Linked DNA regions of Rattus norvegicus: region 2 is linked to region 1. The links are chromatin contacts, called in public Hi-C maps. All regions are on one chromosome and are shown on one strand. Each heading gives the region's core, a stretch centred on a gene start, on an enhancer-like site or on the middle of the called end of the contact. The rest is flanking DNA. Distances are from core to core; before and after follow the strand shown.

Region 1 (5,473 bases), core at 929-3,428:
TAGAAGAGGGGACCCGCACATATACGGCCCAGTGCTACACACACACACACACACACACACACACACACACACACACACACACACACACACACACATATATATATATATATATATATATATATATATATATATATATAATGTTCAAACAAACAAACAAGAAAACCTCATAGGATCAGGCATGGTGGTCCATGTCTTTAATCCGGGCACTCATGAGGCAGAGGCAGGAGGATCTCTGTGAGTTCTGTAGGGCATCATCTCCTGGATGCCATGGAGGTCACTCACCACCACTACCTTCTGCCTGTCTGTACCTTCCAGAAAGGTTGCTCTGGGGCCCAAGAGCAACATTCTTCAAAACTGAATTCCAAGTGACTGTAACTAGGGACCAGCCCTGGCTCAAGAGAAGGCCCTTTGGAACCCCGTGGCTGTGGGAGAGCGCCACAGATGTGCCTCCTCACGCCAGCTCCTGCTTTGGGAAGCTGTGGCATCTCCTGTGCCCTCATCCTCACCACCATCGACTCTCCTCACCGCTCTCTCTTTTCTTCCCCTAGCAGTTCCTGCGGACTTCCCAGGGTGACAGCCACGAGGGAAGGACAGGTGCCCGGGGCAGGCCATGCAGAAGGAAGTCAGATAATGGTTGCCATCCCACCCCAAACTTCGGCCGAAGGCTCAGCAGCCGAGTCCAGCACTGCTGCCCGAGTGAGCGCCCAGCCTCCGCTCCACAGTTTTCCTGGCAAGCAGCCCTGTCCCAGCCAGGCCCGAAACCTCACTTACGAACCTGCTGACAGAACTCAGGATCTAGGGAAGAAAATCCATGCTGAGCCCCAGAAGACTTCAGAAGATATCCGAACGGAGGCTCTCGCCAAGGAAATTGTCCACCAAGACAAGTCTCTGGCGGACATTTTGGACCCGGACTCCAGAATGAAGACCACGATGGATCTGATGGAGGGTCTGTTCCCCAGGGATGCTGGTGTGCTGAAGGAGAACGCTGAGAGGAGAGCCGTAGACAGCACCACCAGGCGTGCTGGGTGGGAAGTCGAGACGTAAGTCCCCTGTAGTCCACCCCTGTAGACTCGGCTCTTCTGTGGGGCAGTAATACGTGTGGACATGATACGCCCCTACGTCCTCACAGGAACATCACTGCAGCTCATCTTCACAGGGCACCTTGGAGAGGACCACTGTGAGAGTGGAGGGTCCCTAGCTCAGTAAGCACTCGATCGATCGTCAGACCTGTCATAGGCCACTTTCAGGGACCTCCCCGAAGCTTAGTGCTGAGAAGGGAGCGTCTACAAGAACAAAGTGGACCAGTCTTTATGAAAGGGGGAGGGGCCTGGAGAAATAGATGCCTTTACTATGTAGGACGTGCACTTGGATGCACTGAGGTGAGCGCTTACTCAAGTCCTGAGCAAATCTCAGTGGGAAACGCTCCGCTGGATATGGGGGTCACTTAGCCCCTGCTCTGGAGGCTCTCAAGCCCTCTGCTGCTCTTGGAACTCCGACCCAGGGCCCAGCCACAGCAGGAGAACTGTGAGCAGTTGTGTTTCTTGTTTCGTGGAGTTCTTGAATTATTCTGAGATTTTCTTACATACTTGGTTAAGGGACTCTGAGCAGGAAGATATAGAGTGGGTTTTATTTCCTCTTTAGTTTGCAGTGATAATATTGACAGACCGACACTCAGCAGTGAGCGGCTTCCAGACGAAATACAAACAGAACAGCTCACCCAAATAGGGTTTGCCGTTTAGAAACCTGCAGCTGATCATAACTGGATCAGCAGCGGGAACACTGTTTTATTTGGGCCAGAGGGAGAAAAGAGCTGTGTGCATAGGTTTGGTTTTTTTTTTTTTTTGGTTTTGTTTGTTTGTTTGTGACTTGTGGGCTATGTTCTCAGAGCGCATCCAGTTCACAGCCTCGCACTCTCCTTGCCTGTCTCTTCAGTTTCAGATTAGAGGGTCAAGGCTATGGATCGTAGGCGTGGTGGCTTATCCAGAGTCACACTGTAGCTAACACTGGACACCTGCACAATACAGGGCAGTCCGCTGGGAACTGCAAGGGCCCAAAGTTTCACAGAGTATCCTTAGAAAACATGTCTTTGAGAATTTATATTCCCTCGAGAATTTGGTGGTGAAATGGTTTCAAAAAGATGACATGCACCACCTTCTGGTGAAAGTAAATGTAGTCCCATTGTGGCGAACGGCATTGTGAGGTTTCATCAGACTCCTAGTTGGGACAGCGCTGGGTAGAAGCTGATGGAAGCTGTAACGTGCACCTGAAGGCTTTTCTCCAGCTTCCTGGGTTACATGAAGATACGTTGCTTACAGGAGATCGGTGAAGGTGTTGTATGCCTGGTTCTTTAGTAAAATCACAGGGTCAGAAGTAAATAATATATCACTGAAGAGCTAAAATCTCTCTCCAAGAGAACTTACTTCTGTGAGTCATCCACCGGGTGCGTCTGAACCCTTTGGCATGCCTGAGGATCCCAGTTCCACCCCCAGCTCCTCACAAACACAAAACAGATTATGAAAAGCAGCTCCACTGTGGTAAAACAAACAGCACGAGACACCATGGTTTGCAGCTCCTGGTTTTCTCGGACAGCCCTGAGCGCCCCCATACCCCTGTGTAATAATTTCTCTTGAGATGGAGTAGCCTTGGCTGGTTTCAAATTCCTGATCCCATCTCCAGCACATCCCTCAGGAGCTTCGCATCCCGGGTTTGCCTGGTCTTAGGTGCCCAGCAGAGTCACTCTCAGCAAATCGCTCACCGGTCATTATTTCTGGGGGAAAGTTAAGTAGAACTCTGCACGTTTCCTAGTGAGCCAATGTGAAGAGCTGCTCTGAGCACGCTGTGTGTTTCAGGAGCGACCACAAGGAGGCAGCGGGTGTGCTGGTCAACTGCCCTGCGTACTACAGTGTCTCTGCTGCCAAGGCGGAACTGCTGAACAAAATCAAAGACATGCCGGAGGAGCTGCGGGAGGAGGAGGAGCAGGAGGACGTCAATGAGAAAAAGGTACGGGGGGCGGGGGGGACACTTGCTCTCTCGCCCCCACAGGTAGCGAAGGCCCTTGTCATGACCACAAGTACCAGCCCCTACTGACGGCTCTGAGCATTCTCAGAGGTCTGTGAGCAGACAGAGCAGGAAGGCCACTGTCACTGTCATTCTGCAAATGATGAACGAAAGCTTGGAGGGGTTGAGTTATTAGAGCTGGGACCGGACCTCAGGGACTCTGATGCTGTTCTCGGCAGCTGGTGGTAGCTTATGTCAAGAGCAAAACTAGAGATTTAAAATTTTGCACAGGGAAAGCAGCGGCTGTCAAGACACATCTAGGAAAAGGTAAGGCTGACCTTACACACCCCCAGCTCTTGCAGTGCCTCAGAGAAGAGCTTTAAAGTACATGGGTTGGAATGTAACCCTTAGCATCTGGTACTCCTGCAGATCCTTTAATGTCAAGCATGTTACGATGACCTCGCTGCTGCCACAGCCTCCCTGCGTACTGTGGAGATCTGGGCCAGGCTGTGCCTGCAGGGCAGAGCGTCCTTCCACTTTGCCTATAGCCCTCCGTAGATCCCAGCCATGCCCTCTGCAAAAGGACATGTGTGGCTCACTTCAGTGGAGCGTAGAATGTGTGCTCCAGTGGTGGTGATGTCAGGAGGACGTGCACATGGGGTTCCGGTTACTGTACATACTTTCCCCAGGCCCTCTTCTTAATGTGTTGGGTAAAACCACAGAACATAGGCGCGTGTGCGCGCGCACACACACACACACACACACACATATACACACACCCCAGAAACAGAGAAAGCCTTGAGAGGCATCCTGTTAGAACATTGTGAGCTCTGGGCTGCATGTGACAACAGCCACTACAGAAACATTTCTTCCAACCAGAGGCTTCCCGTTCAGAGCCCTGCTTTGTGGAACCCCTCCTAGCATCTCCCTGTCGGTACTGCTGACTGTGCCCATTTTGTGTGCTTGGGAACCAGAGGGCTCTGCTCTACCACAGAGAAGGAGCTATCTATATGCCACCCCATCTTTAACTGAGTGTTTTCCTTTGTCCTGCCATCTGCGTATTGACCTCTCTGCATTACAGTAAAGAAGCAAAGTACACGTTACGTTTCCTCCTCTTCGCTTTTAAAAGATTTATTATTTTATGTGTATAGGTGATGTGTGTGTGTACCACATACATCCCTGGTGTCCATTGAGGTCAGAATAGAGGATCAGATCCTCTGGAACTGGAGTTGCAGGTGGTTAAACCTGGATCCCTTGCAAGAGCAGTCAGTGCTCTTAACCACTGAGCCATCTCTCCAGCTCCTCATTTTATATTTACAGAATTAACTCATCCTCTGAGGAAATGAAGTAGCCCTACTTAGTTCTGGTCCGTGTGTGGGCTGTAGGGCTTTGCGTGGGGTTCTGCTTGTTTCGTTTTGTTTAAATTCCACCAGTCCCCTTTTTGGCATGGTTTATAGTGAAATGGACAGCAGTAGCATTTAAAACTGTCCTGCTCTGTTGCTTTCGGGACGCTGTGGCTGATGGGTGGGTCCTGTTAGGCATCGTTGGCTCCTCAGCTCCCCACCTCCCATTTCTGCTGAGTTTCTCTGCAGGAGGTCCAGGTTCCTCTCTGGCCTTGTTTCCTCTCCAGTGGAAATCCTGAGAAAGATTTCCTTTAGCATCTCCCTCAGGAGAGATCTGCAGTGATGTGGTTTCCTCTGCCTGTTTCCAGAACATTCTCATTCCCGAAGGATGCCTCTCTGGATGCGAAGTCCCGGTTGGCTGGCTTTTGTCATGTGTGTGCCATGTATGCAGACATGTTGCTTTCTGTTACTGCTGAGAAACAGTTTCCAGGCATTTAAATGTGATCTTCCTCTTGGTGGCTACCTGCTTCCCCTCACCACATGCCTGTCATCACGTTGCTTGTGGTTTGTGCGAGCACGGAGACTGTGGATAAATAAGGGCATTTTCAACCTCTGCCTCTTTAGTTACGAATTGTTACCTTATGCATAGCTGAACGAGTCATTGTTAGAGTTTCTTATGTACACTGGTTAGTTTGTGTCTGTCTGACCTCAGGTTCCGTTCCTAGCTCAATCCTCCAGTGGTTTTGTTGTTTCAGATTATCATCAGTATCAGTTCTACAATTTTCATTTCTTTAGTTTCTTTTTGCTTGAATCTTCAAGTGTGTTTGCTCTTATGATGAAGAATGCTTATTTAAGAAAACATTTTAAAGACCGTGATAACCCTAATGTCAGAATTATCTCCAGTCTAGTATCTGTGCGATACCTTTTCTGTCCATTATACCTAAGTAGCTATATATTGTATTCTGTGCTATAAGCCCCTGGGTCCTGGGAGAATGCATTCCCTCTGGAGAATGTTGATTGAGGCAGGCCTGGTTCCTGTAGGCCCAGACTGTAATTCCAACGCCCATTCCAGTTTGGGAGCCTTTGTGATTTTATGTGACTCTGTCCTCTCTGTGTCCCTCTGGCTTTAGTTT
Region 2 (5,473 bases), core at 1,119-3,618, 130 kb before region 1:
TTGCCTGCATGGCTGTGTGTATCTCATGTACGTCTGGGGCCCACGGAGATAAGAAACGGACATCAGATGCCCTGGTCCTGGGCTTAGGGATGGTTGTGAGCCACCATGTCCATGCTGGAAACTGAACCTGTTTCTTCTGTAAAGAGAGGCATGTGTGCTTAACCACTGAGCCATCTCTCCAGCTTCAGTAAAAGCTTCTTAGAGCAGCATGGCAGTCCTGGTTTCCGGAAACACGGACAGGAGTTTTAGTTCTGGGTTTGGAAGTGGAGGTTTTCTAGACAAAGTTAACAGGTTGTTCAAAAGCAGGGAGACAGGTGAAGAGAACCTCAAGCCAGGGATAAAGGCAAAAGGTTCGTTTGAAATGTGATTAAAAAACAACAGAAAAAGACCAGGGCAGGGCTGCCCCCATGAGGAGTGGGAGTGGCTGCTACCTTCCAGCCTGTGCTTTGCCTTCCAGTCCGCCAGTTCCCTAATTTGCACAGGTGCCACGTGAGCTAGGTAGGCCTGTGTGGGTGCAGCTGTCCTTTCTGGAATCTTCTGAGCAGAACCTGGAAGTGTGGAGGTGGAGGTAACTAGAGATCAAAAAGACCGAATAGAAAACGCTCTGGCCTCATTTTGTTGTGTCTTTTTTTGTTTTTGTTTTTGTTTTTAAAGATTTATTTATTTATTTTATGTATGTAGTACACTGTTGCTATCCTCAGACACACCAGAAGAGGGCATCAGATCCCATTACAGATGCTTGTGAGCCACCATGTGGTTGCTGGGAATTGAACTCAGGACCTCTGCGAGAGCAGTCAGTGTTCTTAACCACTGAGCCACCTCTCCAGCCCTCGTTGTGTCGTTTTATTGTTTGAGGTGATGGGGTACAAACCCAGGGCTTTGTACATCCTAGGTAAGTGTCCTACCACTGAGCAGCATCCCCAGAGCCTGGCATCATTTTGGAAGGTGGATTTGAACTGGGTGAGTCTGGAGTTAAACCAGAGAGACCGATTGATTGATCTGGATGAGATACGATGGGGGCATGACTCACATAGGGCAGGGGACAGTGGGACATCTGCTCCCTGGAGGGTGGCCTAGTGGGATGGGGTGACAGGCTTGAGTGAGGGCAAACAGAAGTGACTCCCAGGGTCTCAGGTCAGCTGCCCAGTGGAAGGTTATCATAATCCTGCAAGGACTGATAAACCGGGGAACTTTGACACAGTGTGTGGTCAGGTTCTTGCTGTCGAATAATAACAATAAAAGTTCCTTATGTAAGGGTTGTGGTTAAAGATTAAAAGGAAGGGCTTCAGTACCAGAGGAAAAACACGCTGGTCTTGAGCTGTGTCCCTTCAGAGAATGACCAATTGTTATGGAGGGAAATCATAGCTGTCTTTTGGGTTAGGGTTTCGTTCAGGTAGAGCAAAACCCCTAGCAGAAAACCAGGCCATTCGAAGTAGGACACACAGAGTGCCCAGTGGCTTCATTGCTCTTCTTCCCAGACCAAGACTGGGATATACTCTGGCTAAGCAGAACATTGGCCGAGTATGCCCTACACCCCAGGCTCAACCCCCAGTACCCCACAAAAGAAAACAAAACGATCTCCTGTTTAGCACTCATCTCAAACTCTCAAAGTTATGATTTTGTCAGGCATGGTGGTGCCTATGTCTAATCCCAGCGACACAAAAGGCTGAGACAGGACGAGTGTGAATTTAAGATCAGCCTGGGCTGCACAGGAAGAAACCTACCTTAATACAGTGCTAAACCCAGTCCCCTTCCCATGCTCTCCACAGAGAGTAGCATCTTGAGTTTGATATTGTATTTGTATTTGTGCTCATCATGATGGTCTTGAGAGAACACTGTCAACATGGACCATCAGCTACAACCATTCGCCAGTGTCCCTGTTCTTGCTACAAATGACTAATGTTGCTGTTCTTGTTATGAGGAAAGGTATGGTCTGCACTGTTAATTCATCTAGTCCTTGGGCTACAGACACCTACTAGATGGTAGCTGTAAAGCCTTCTTTGTGTTGGCCCAGGAGAGGGAGTTGCACTCCCTCTGAATCAGAGAGCAGGTTACCCAAATCCCATGCTCCCTCCTGATAGGCAGAGAGAGCTATACTGATTATAGTCAGCACGGAAAAGCAGATCTCTAACCTACAGAAACCATTTAAGAAAGGCAGGAAAACATGGTGGCCGGTTTTCACAGGACCAAGGAGTTTCCCTAAGTATTAGAGGCCACAGAAGCTAATTTGCATTACATTAACAATTAACAGTAGTCAACTCAAGACTACTGTGAATTCGGGCCAGCGCTGCCCAACTTGGTGCCATAGTTAATAGCACCAAGAAAATGCACTTCAATATTCTTATCAAGAAACTGCCTTGTCATTCACTTTGGTCACTGCTTTGGAATGTCCCTCGGGGTCCTGCCAGTTTTCGTTGCTTAGGACAGAGAAGCTTCCAGAAAGGCTCCTGTTTATGTTTTCACAAACTAGAAATGCTTTTTGTGGTTTAATGTAACTGAAAAGAAACTCTGGTGTGCTTTGATTGCGCTTATAAAAAAGGGAACTGGAGAATTCAGGAAGTAACCTTGTTAAAGCGGCTGGGATGGTAATACAGGTTTAGGGCTGGGGAGGTGGCTCACAGGGTAAAACACTTGCCACGAGTGCGTGAGGGCATGAGTTCTAACCCCCAGGACCCATATAAGAGCTGGACACTGGCATGTGTTTGCAGTCTTAGTGTTCCTACAGTGAGGGCCAGCTAATCTGCAGAGGCCAATGACCAAGAGAGCCTGCATCAAAGTGGGAGGAAGGCAAGGACTGACAGCCAAGCTGTCCCCTGACCTCTACATAAGTACCGTGGTACGTGCACACCTGAACTCATACATCCTCATCATGCACACAGTGCAGGAGGGAGGGGTGAAGAGAGAAGAACAGACAGAGATAGACAGACATAGAGACAGAGAGGGAGCGAGAAATCCGTGCAAGCATTGAGGCGTTTGCTTGAGGTGCTGAGAGTGGAACTCGGGACCTCGTGCGTGCTCTGAAGATGATCTCCCCTGAGCTGGACCCACAGTCCCCGATATTAGTTATCAGTTATGATTGTCACTGAGTCTTCCTGAAGCACCAGAGAGGGGGAACTGGGAGCCTGTATATTTAGGCTACTGTAAGTCTACTTTGCCTTTGAGAAAGAAGGGGAAAAATCAAAATTAGTGAACTATAATTGTTTTCTGTACAAGAAATTAGGGAAATTAGGTGGCAGGAAGGAGCTTAAGTCAGCAGTTTTCAATTGGAAGGGATTTTGCTGAGAGGTCACTTAACATGGTCTGTAAAACATTATGGTTGTCGCAGCTGTTGGGACAGGGATCAGGCTTCTGGCTGCTGTGGGCAGACATCTGGCTGCTGAAAACATCTCAAGGTAAAGGCTTTTAGGATCTGGGATCTGGCTCTGTGGTAGAATACTTTGTTCACACACACACACACACACACACACACACACCATACACATACCATACACATACCATACACTCTCATACATGCACACCACACACACACACACACACATATACCATACACATACCATACACTCTCATACATACCACACACACACACATACACATACACTCACACTCACACCACATACACATACCATACACACACATATACATACATACATACCATGCATACCACATATATATACACACACAATACCACACACATACTACACACATATATACACACCACACCACACACACATACTCACATACACACACCATACCACATACACACATACTGCACACACATGCACACACACCACACACACCACACACACATACCACATACACTCACACACACACATACCACACATACCATACACACACATATACATACTATGCATACTAAGTATATACACACACAATACTGCACACATACTACACACACACATACTCACATACACACCATACCACACACATCACACACATACACACATCACACACATACTCATACACATACACACACCACACACACACACACACACACCATGCATACCACACATGCCATGCACACCACACACACTCACACATATACACACTCATACATATGCACACTCATACACACCACACTCATAGACATACTCACACCAAACACACACACACACACACACACACACACACACACACACACACACACAGAGTCTCTCTTGGTGAGAAAAGTAGCTCCCATTACTTTCTGATGATTGAAATAACTTTCCTCAGGCGGTATAGGGAAGTTTTCTTGCCTCCTTACAGGTTTAGTTTCTTCATATCTAGCTCTTCAGTCATCTGAGAGATCAAGCTGGGTGCTGGGGAGACTGGGGGTTGGGGGGAAGGACAACTACTAGATTGGTCCAACTACTCCCTCTATGTACTCATTAGTGCCCTGTGCACACAGCCGCTCCTTGGTGCTGAGGAAGCAAGGGAGAGCCTCCTTCAGGGAGTGAAGCAGGGGTGAGCCTCCATCCGGAAATGCCTGCACTTTTTAAACACCCTTCCATGGAAAGAGAAAGTTGGTTTTACAAATACCTGCCAAGCCTGAAGCCAGCCATGGGCAACTGCCACAGCCTGCCTTCCTCCTTTCTCCCCTGTCTCCCTTGACTGAATTTGCAAGTCATGTTTTGAGCATTTACCATCCCACCCCCTGTGATAAGTTCTGTCCATGATATGGAAAGGGAATTTAAGGCTAGGTGGGAGAAAATTATTAAACCCTGTCAATATCAGCTTACCTGGGCAACGGGAAAGAAATGTTAGCTAGTGTTTTTCCTCTGGACTCGCTGTCTCACAGAGCACACAGTGACCCCTTGGCTGTGCATTTGTCTTTATGGAGAGACTAAGACTGTGCATGATATAATGAATGGTGTCACAGCCATAGGTTAATCTTGCTCCAGTTTCCTGTAGAAAAGTTTCACCTCACTTCTTTTTTTTTTTTTTTTTTTTTTTTTTCCGGAGCTGAGGACCGAACCCAGGGCCTTGCGGTTGCTAAGCAAGCGCCCTACCACTGAGCTAAATCCCCAGCCCCTTTTAAAGAAAAAACCCACTTTGTGGACAGTTTTTTTTTTTTTTCTTTTTTGGTTCTTTTTTTCGGAGCTGGGGACCGAACCCAGGGCCTTGCGCTTCCTAGGTAAGCGCTCTACCACTGAGCTAAATCCCCAGCCCCCTTCGCCTCACTTCTGAGAGCTGCCCTGGCCTTCTTCTCCATTGGTGGGCCAGATCAGTGCATAGTAGGCAAGGTGAAATTTAGTTATAGCAGATATTTTGGGAGTGGGGGGATAATGTCCATAGCTTTTATTACAACCTGAAGGTATCGTGGCTTACAGAAAACCCATTGGTTAGAAGCGAGCAGGTTAAATGGGACATGTTCTTTAACTAGGGAGCCAAGATAGAAAGATCTCAAGTTCCAGGCCAGCCTGGGCCACACCACTGAAGCTGAAGCCATCAGAAAAGGGAAGGAGAGAATTGGGCA

What was found. A called contact is a pair of places that touch in the nucleus more often than the background predicts.
Region 2: a contact with region 1 is called in a Hi-C map of the A7r5 cell line, with 2.6 times the contacts expected there. The contact joins two enhancer-like sites. A contact is called at or near these places in 2 of 12 Hi-C or Micro-C datasets (the A7r5 cell line and kidney).

Annotation. Positions count from the first base shown.
Region 1 is chr14:15,391,001-15,396,473 of GRCr8, reverse strand. It overlaps Shroom3 (shroom family member 3), which reads left to right. Exons shown (of 11, transcript NM_001100889.1): 8 at 552-1,040; 9 at 2,850-3,000. Among named protein-coding and RNA genes, the nearest start is that of Sowahb, 80 kb to the right of the region's middle. Within about 2 kb of position 2,178, at least 5 of the 93 cell types and tissues checked have an H3K27ac peak or open chromatin away from gene starts, as enhancers often do. A contact at or near this core is called in the A7r5 cell line, where this site is marked.
Region 2 is chr14:15,520,531-15,526,003 of GRCr8, reverse strand. All of the region lies in intron 2 of Shroom3 (shroom family member 3), which reads left to right. Among named protein-coding and RNA genes, the nearest start is that of Shroom3, 160 kb to the left of the region's middle. Within about 2 kb of position 2,368, at least 6 of the 93 cell types and tissues checked have an H3K27ac peak or open chromatin away from gene starts, as enhancers often do. A contact at or near this core is called in the A7r5 cell line, where this site is marked.